2 separate regions of the Mus musculus genome follow, and region 1 is linked to region 2. Evidence: chromatin contacts called from public HiChIP or PLAC-seq data. All regions are on one chromosome and are shown on one strand. The core of a region is the stretch at or near the end of the contact, and the rest is flanking DNA. Distances in the headings are between cores, read along the strand shown. Region 1 overlaps Mybphl (myosin binding protein H-like). Region 2 overlaps Elapor1 (endosome-lysosome associated apoptosis and autophagy regulator 1).

Region 1 (3,647 bases), core at 1,099-3,598, 97 kb after region 2:
AGTGGCCTGCAGCCCACCGAGCTGCACACAGAGTTGGTAGCATCCTGAGTCAGTGCGTTGGGCCTCTCTGATGAAAAGAATAGAGTCATGCTCCCCATTCCGCACGCTGACACGGCTGCTGTCCAGGGCACAGCCATTGTGAGTCCAGGTGGTTTGAGGTTTGGGCTTACCCTGAGCAGTGGAGATAAGATTAAGCATCCCCAAGATGCTCACACCCCCCCCCTTCTCCTCTCATTTCTGTCAGTCTACCCCAAATCCATGGGATATCTTGACATTCCTTGAGCTAGAGAGTTTTTTGGTAGACTCCTCCAGGAAGCTCCTGCCTTTCAGTGTATACTCAAGAGACAGGGGGATGGCTTTTGAGACTTTCACCCTCTGAGAGTGTTAGTCATGGATACTCAGGGTAGCTGAGTAGTTGCCCCAATTCCTAAGACCCCCTCTAAAATTGAGGGTCTCCAGACCTCTGCAGACTGTAGAGCCTGCTTTGGCATTACCTCCTCTCATAGGACACACCTGTCCTAGCCAAACCCAACCTTGGGAGCATGGAATGGTGGTGATCTGTGGATCCTCATTCAAGGCCAGGAAGACTGCCTCACTCCTAGGTTATTTCAAAGTCAAAACCTTAACTTGGTGCCAACATGGGGCTGGTGTGATCACCTGGATCGGGATTAGTAGATTCACTGTCTCCCCAGCCTTCCGGATGTAAGTCTGCTTCAGGGCCCGAGGTAGCCAGATCTTGGGGTGCTCTGAGAGAGAGAGAGAGAGAGAGAGAGAGAGAGAGAGAGAGAGAGAGAGAGAGAGGATGGAAATGAATACATGGAAGAAGTGAGTACTGTGCCCAGTAGTACTCTGTGGGCAGTGGCCACCAGATTAAGCCCTTATCATATAGAATATTCCTAGATCTTTCCATTATAGCAGGGATCAAAAGCAGCAGTCTCAGTCACTCTAGTGACCTACTATTAAACCATACACCCATGCCCTTCCCATGGTGCTGGGCTTCGAGGAGCAGTTGGCTGAAGGAGCCCCCAGAAAGGCTGAGATCTCCAGAAAGAGCATGGGAGCTGGGTATGGTGGTGACTGCCTCTAATCTCGCCACCTAGGCAGGGAGGCAGGATGTGCTGCACAGTGAGGCTTTGTCCCACTCAACAACCCTTGCCTCCCCCAAAACCTGGGCTCGTAGACTGATACTTCTTTTGATTGTAACTCTCAAGTACTCAGCTTTCCACCCATTTGAGTTTTGTTCCTCTCTGTGAGTAGACCAATCTTCACAGCTTGTCTTTCCAGTGATGTTTTTTGTTTGTTTGTTTGTTTTGTTTTGTTGCTGGGTCCGTAATAACATTGCTGTCTGAGTGAATCTGACCTCCTGGTCGGGTACAGACCTCCAGAGAAGGCTTTCTGCCCTGCAAGAGTCAACATCCTGTCCTCACACAAAGGCACTACAGAGTCATCCCAGAGGAAGCCAGTGTCTGGGTCCCTACTTCTGCATGGCCACCCTGATCCCTACAGTGTGGCATTATCATCTGTAATAGATCACTTCCTACAAGTAGAGTCTGGGGAGTATGGGGCAGTCTGTGACTTGTCCTTGACCTCCAGGCACATACGCACTAGGGAATTGGGTATCTTTGTTGCTCTCAGGATACAGGCAAGAGATGCTCAAGGGTTAGGAGCCTGGGTATTCTGCTCTCAAGAGGATCTGTGGGCTACCTTGGTTGTGGAAGAGCAGACATCCCTCCTAGTTCACTTGGGGACCATTTTTCTACCTACCAGGGCTGCTCTTTCCTCCTTCCTCAAAGGCAGCCCCTGCCACTTTTTTATCTCAAGAAGAATGTGACAGCACCTAGGTTCCCACCAGCAACCCAAGACTTCCTGCCAAAATGTATTCCTTGCAGTTGAAGACATTCCACCCCTGGTACATTCCTGTGGCTAACAGCATGAGTGCCTGACAGGGCATTTCAAGCTTCCTGATAATACACATTTCCCTGAAGAGTACGTTCCTGTGCGTTCACCACAAGTATGTTTACTTATAGATTGAACAGCTTAAATACATACATTGTATAAAGCAACCCTTTACAGGATGGCAGTTGAGAGAGAATAGACAGAGGTCCTACTGTGTTCCTCTTAGGCCCCACTTTGCAGACTACCCCCTTCCTCCCATTACGATCTCAAACCACTGTGGTCTTAGAAGTTAATGAGAGTGCACAGTGCTTGCCGGCCACCTCCTTTATCTGGCTTTGCTATTTTGTTTTGCTCAGCTGTGTTGGACCTGGGCTGGTCTGTACCTTTGGAAGCATTAGTGTTCTCAGTAAGAACAGGGCAGGCAAGGCACCCAAGCTGCCCAGTGACCCTGCTCTCTCTGCTCTCTGCTGACCTTGGTGGCAGGGGGTGGGGTGGCAACAATGGAGTGTTGTATGATGCTCTCCTTTCCCGTGGCCATCTTGGCAAGCAACCAAGGGGTTGAACACAGGCGGATGTGAGGGATTTTTTTTTAAGGAGGGAAGTGGTTGGAAATGAAGGTCAAAAAACTTCATCTTGTTGGTCTTGGTTGTTCATTGTTGGGCAAGGGAATAACCTTTCACACTTGCCAAAGAATGGGCTCCTCTGTCCCTGTGCTATCTACGGAGTAGTGGAGTAAGACGGATCTCAGTGAACACTCGGAAAGGGAAGCCAACTGGAGGCGGGGGGGGGGGGGGGCTCGGAGAGACATTGATTTGCTGATCTCCAGGCGAGGTGTGGAGTTGTGCCTGGCACGCAGGACTCTTGCACCCCTAGCTGAGATCAGATATCCAAAGGACCTGTTTCTGAAGCATGGCTCATCCATCCAGCCTCCCACCCTCATCAGTATCTTCCTAGACCCAGGAGTCAGAGTCTGGCCTGGTATGACCTGTCACGAGGAGGGGGAGGGGGAGGGGGAGGAGAGGGGGAGGGGGAGGAGGAGGAGGAGGAGGAAAGAAGGCAGAAGGCTAAGCTCAACGACCAAGAAAGGCTGAGTTGAGGGGACAGAACCAGGCTTCATGCTGGGAGATGCACTAACTAGCCCTAGGCTAGGCTTCAGTGTCTGTACTTCTTCTGATTGATGTGAGCTGATATCTGTTTCCACCCAGCATTTCTTATTTCTTAAAAATACATCTTAGAAAAAGTTAGCTTTCCTTCACCCACATTAGAGAGAAAAATGACAGGAGCAAAAGCTTGGGTGTGCAGAGCTGGGGGGATTTGTGACGCAGCCTTTGAGGTTATTGGGGAGTCCACTGGGGCAGCCGGAGGAGAGGCCACAGTGGAGATGGTGAGGTTGAGGAGGGTCTCCTTCCCTGCAGGGCTCCCTGATGCTCTTTATGTATAAGAAGCCCCTGACAAGATGATCATATTGAAGTCGCAAGGGTGTCCCTGATTCTCGGAGGGATGAAGAGACGCCCCAGGGGAGAGCCACAGATGGCCTTGAGAGTAACCACATGCCAGTCAGGAAAGAGGGTCTGGCAGCTAGAGGTGCCTTGTCAGCACTGAGTTCTGTCACCTCCCACATTCAACCTGGTCAGCAATCTGACCCTTTGCTCAGAATGGTAACTGAGGGCTCCTTGGAGGCCTCTCTCTTTGCACCTCCTGTCAAGTGAGGTGTAAATTGGACTGACCTTGGGGAGACTTCCCCATCACAC
Region 2 (3,473 bases), core at 16-2,515:
GAATCCTTCCTCTCCACACTAGCCGAGAGAGTTAAAAAGAGACGTAAAAACAGGGCCACAGTCCCCTTTGCATTTCACTTTTTGTGCATTTATTTATTAGACTTATTTCTTTTACTTTGTGAGTATGCATGTTTTACATGGATATGTATATGCACCGTGTGTGTGCCTATTGGATCCCTTGGGACTGGAGCTATGTATGGTTGTGAGCCACCATATAGGTTCTGGGAATTGAACCTGGGTCCTTGGCAAGAGCAGCAACAGCTCTAAACCACTGAGCCATCGCTCCAGCTCATATACAGTTAGTTCATTTTTACCAGCTGAAGATTAGGCCAGAAGATTGAGCAGACCTGTCCCTGTTATAAAGCACACTCACACATGGTGTACTGGTGGATATCAATACTATAATGAGAGATAAAGAAGACATTTATCACCTCCACTCGGTAGCTGACGGAGCTAGGTCAAGGTCATATAGCTTGGGTGGCGTAATTGGACTTAGTTCCCACTTCTTTCCAACAAACGCCTTATCTAGGTCCCCCAAACCCACAGCTAACCCTTTCTGTTGTCTAGACCCTCCGAATTGCACTTCCTGGCCTCTGAGATGACTTTCAGTGTTTCTCTCACAGACCTCCACAGTCAGTGGTGGCAGACACAGAGAACAAAGAGGTGGCCAGGATCACATTTGTCTTCGAGACCATCTGCTCTGTGAACTGTGAGCTCTACTTCATGGTGGTAGGTTTCTTCTCCTAGCCAGATGGGGGCTTCCATGGGAGGGTTGGTCCAGCATGGCCCAGCAGTGAGGCAGTATACTGGACACCCATCATGGTGATCCCACGGATCAAGAGCCTAGAGGGACTGCCAGGGACTCCCTAGTACTTAACACAGGTCTGACCAGTGTGTTAGCCCACAGCATAGTGATTGCCTCACGAAGCAATCCCGCCTTCCTCACTTGCCTCCCCTGGGCTCAGGGCATGAATTCCAGGACCAATACTCCTGTGGAGACGTGGAAGGGCACCAAAGGCAAGCAGTCCTATACCTACACCATCGAAGAGAATGCTACTGTGAGCTTCACATGGGCCTTCCAGAGGACCACCCTTCATGAAACAGTGAGTCCCTCCCCTCCCTCCCGTCCCTCCCGTCCCTCCCATCCCTCCCTTCCCTCCCCTCCCTCCCGTCCCTCCTGTCCCTCCTGTCCCTCCTGTCCCTGGTGCAGACTGTGACCACAGGGCTCCTGCTGTGAGCTCATGCTGGCTTCTGAGTTCATAATCTGCAGGAGCCAAGCAGGAATGCTAAGCATGGCCTCTGAGGGCTTGAGCCTTTTCTAAATGACTTCCCCTTACAGTCTCTACCACAAGTGAAGCCAGACATATAGCTATTTTTAAAAATAATCACTCTGTTTTTCTTTCATTTTTGAGACAGGGTCTTGGTCTGTAACCCAGGCTGACCTAGAACCTGTAATCCTCATGCCTTAGCTTTCCCAGAGCTAAGATGAAAAGCTTTGCTTTATTTTCTTAACTCAAAAAACAAAAAAAAAACAAAAAAAAAAAAACAAAACCAAACAGATGTACTGCAGAAAACAAATCAACCTGGGCTGTAAAGTGGGCCCTGTCTCAACAAACAAACAAACAAAAAACCAAATCACCCATAAACCTGTTACCCAGAGATAACCCAATTACTATCTTGGAGAGTGTGCATTCTTTGTTTCTATGTCTATCTCTGCCCCTCTCTGCATCCCTTATGTATACTAAGTCTATATTTTCATCCCCACTCCTCAGTCCCTGGCTTTTAGAGACAGGCCATTCTAATCCAGGCTGGTTGTCTTCCACCTTGCGATCCTCCTGCCTCTGCCCCTGAGTGCTGGGATTCTAGGGTAGTAAGACCACACCCAGTCCTAATTTTGATTTCTTTTTAAGTACGTGGATTTTTTTTCTTTTTTCTTTGACAAAGACCCCCCCCCATATATTAGAATTTCCTATAAATTCCCCATGGCGCATAACATGGAACTTAAAATGGGTTAGTCTTGTTAATTACACAAAATATACCTTAAAAGCCATTGTTCTTTTTAAAGTTAAACTATTTATTTATTTACTTACTTACTTATTTACTTAACTTTTGGTTTTTTGAGACAGGGTTTCTCTGTGTAGAGCTCCACCTGCCTCTGCCTCCCAAGGGCTGGGATTAAAGGTGCACACCACCACCACCTAGCTCTCTATTTTTAGTATCGTTCATCTTTAATTTTCATACAAAGAGCCACCATGAAATAAAGTGAGAAAGATGCTTCTAGTGGTTCAGTCAGTACCAGCTGTTGCCATGGAGCCCGAGGACCTGGGTTTGATCTCTAGCATCCATGTAAAAGCCAGGACATGAGACAATTAGTTCAGTGAGAGACCCTGTCTCAAAAAATGAGATGGAGAGTGATGAAAGGAACGTCTGATATCCACATCTGGCTTCTACATGCATACTTACATATGTGCATGTACATTCACATACACATATACACATGTACACACGTACACACGTGTACATGCACAAGTAAAGTGAAAATAAACTCTGCTCTTCCTATGGCTGCTGCTGCTTCAGGCCTCTCCTTTCTCTGCTTTTGTTCCCTCATCTCCAGGGCAGGAAGTATACTAATGATGTCGCCAAGATCTACTCAATCAATGTCACCAACGTCATGGGGGGCGTGGCCTCCTACTGCCGTCCCTGTGCCCTAGAAGCCTCTGATTTGGGCTCCTCCTGCACCTCTTGTCCTGCTGGCCATTACATCAACCGGGATTCTGGGACCTGCCACCTCTGTCCCTCTAACACCATCCTGAAAGCTCACCAGCCTTACGGTGCACAGGCCTGTGTGCCCTGTGGTCCAGGGACCAAGAATAACAAGGTGCCGGGTTCTAAGTGGAATTCTCCAGGGGCTGAAACCCATATGGCCCCCCTTAAACACCCCCACCCCCAGCCCCACACTCAGGTTGTTGTGGAGGACACTAACCAGGAGGTGTCTGTGGGTGGTGAGTCCATAGCAGGAGGTCTTGTCTTCCCTCTGTAGCAGGCAAGTCACATTTTCAGTTGGTGGAGATCAGTGACCCTGTGGTCCAGAGGTTTGGCATCTGTGCAAAGACCTGAAGGGAAGAAGTAGTGGGGGTCTGTGGCCCATGTTTAGCTCATTAGCACAGTAATCTGCCCCCTCTGTTTTAGGAAGGTGAGCCAACCTTTGCTGGTACCTACAGTTAATCAGCATTGCTGCCATCCATCCAAGGGGCTTCTCAGCTCTACGGATAGAAGAATCTAGTGTGGCCCAACAGTGACACTGCCCCCAAGTAGTTTTGCATCCATGCGCATACATGTACATGGTGGCTCCTATCAGTAATCCCTCACTTGGGAGGTAGAGGAGAGGAAGTCAGGAGCTCAAGGTTACTCTTGTCCTACACAGCAAGTTTGAGATCAGCATAGAACTCATGAGACCCTGTCTCCAAAACAAA

Evidence for each region. HiChIP or PLAC-seq counts read pairs in DNA pulled down with a chosen protein or histone mark.
Region 1: a contact with region 2 is called in an HNF4G HiChIP or PLAC-seq map of pancreatic cancer cells. The contact joins two enhancer-like sites. A contact is called at or near these places in 5 of 39 promoter capture datasets (embryonic stem cells, hematopoietic stem and progenitor cells, macrophages and 2 more), 2 of 115 datasets of contacts at active chromatin or transcription factors (embryonic stem cells and pancreatic cancer cells) and 3 of 9 other capture datasets (adipose tissue, liver and pancreatic islet).

The regions. Positions count from the first base shown.
Region 1 is chr3:108,371,217-108,374,863 of GRCm38.p6, reverse strand. Mybphl (myosin binding protein H-like) reads right to left here. Exons shown (of 9, transcript NM_026831.1): 2 at 658-746; 3 at 1-171. Among named protein-coding and RNA genes, the nearest start is that of Mybphl, 8.1 kb to the right of the region's middle. Within about 2 kb of position 2,348, at least 26 of the 459 cell types and tissues checked have an H3K27ac peak or open chromatin away from gene starts, as enhancers often do. A contact at or near this core is called in pancreatic cancer cells, where this site is marked.
Region 2 is chr3:108,467,158-108,470,630 of GRCm38.p6, reverse strand. It overlaps Elapor1 (endosome-lysosome associated apoptosis and autophagy regulator 1), which reads left to right. Exons shown (of 22, transcript NM_001346518.1): 12 at 624-729; 13 at 966-1,103; 14 at 2,615-2,878. Among named protein-coding and RNA genes, the nearest start is that of Sars, 24 kb to the right of the region's middle. Within about 2 kb of position 1,265, at least 6 of the 459 cell types and tissues checked have an H3K27ac peak or open chromatin away from gene starts, as enhancers often do. A contact at or near this core is called in pancreatic cancer cells, where this site is marked.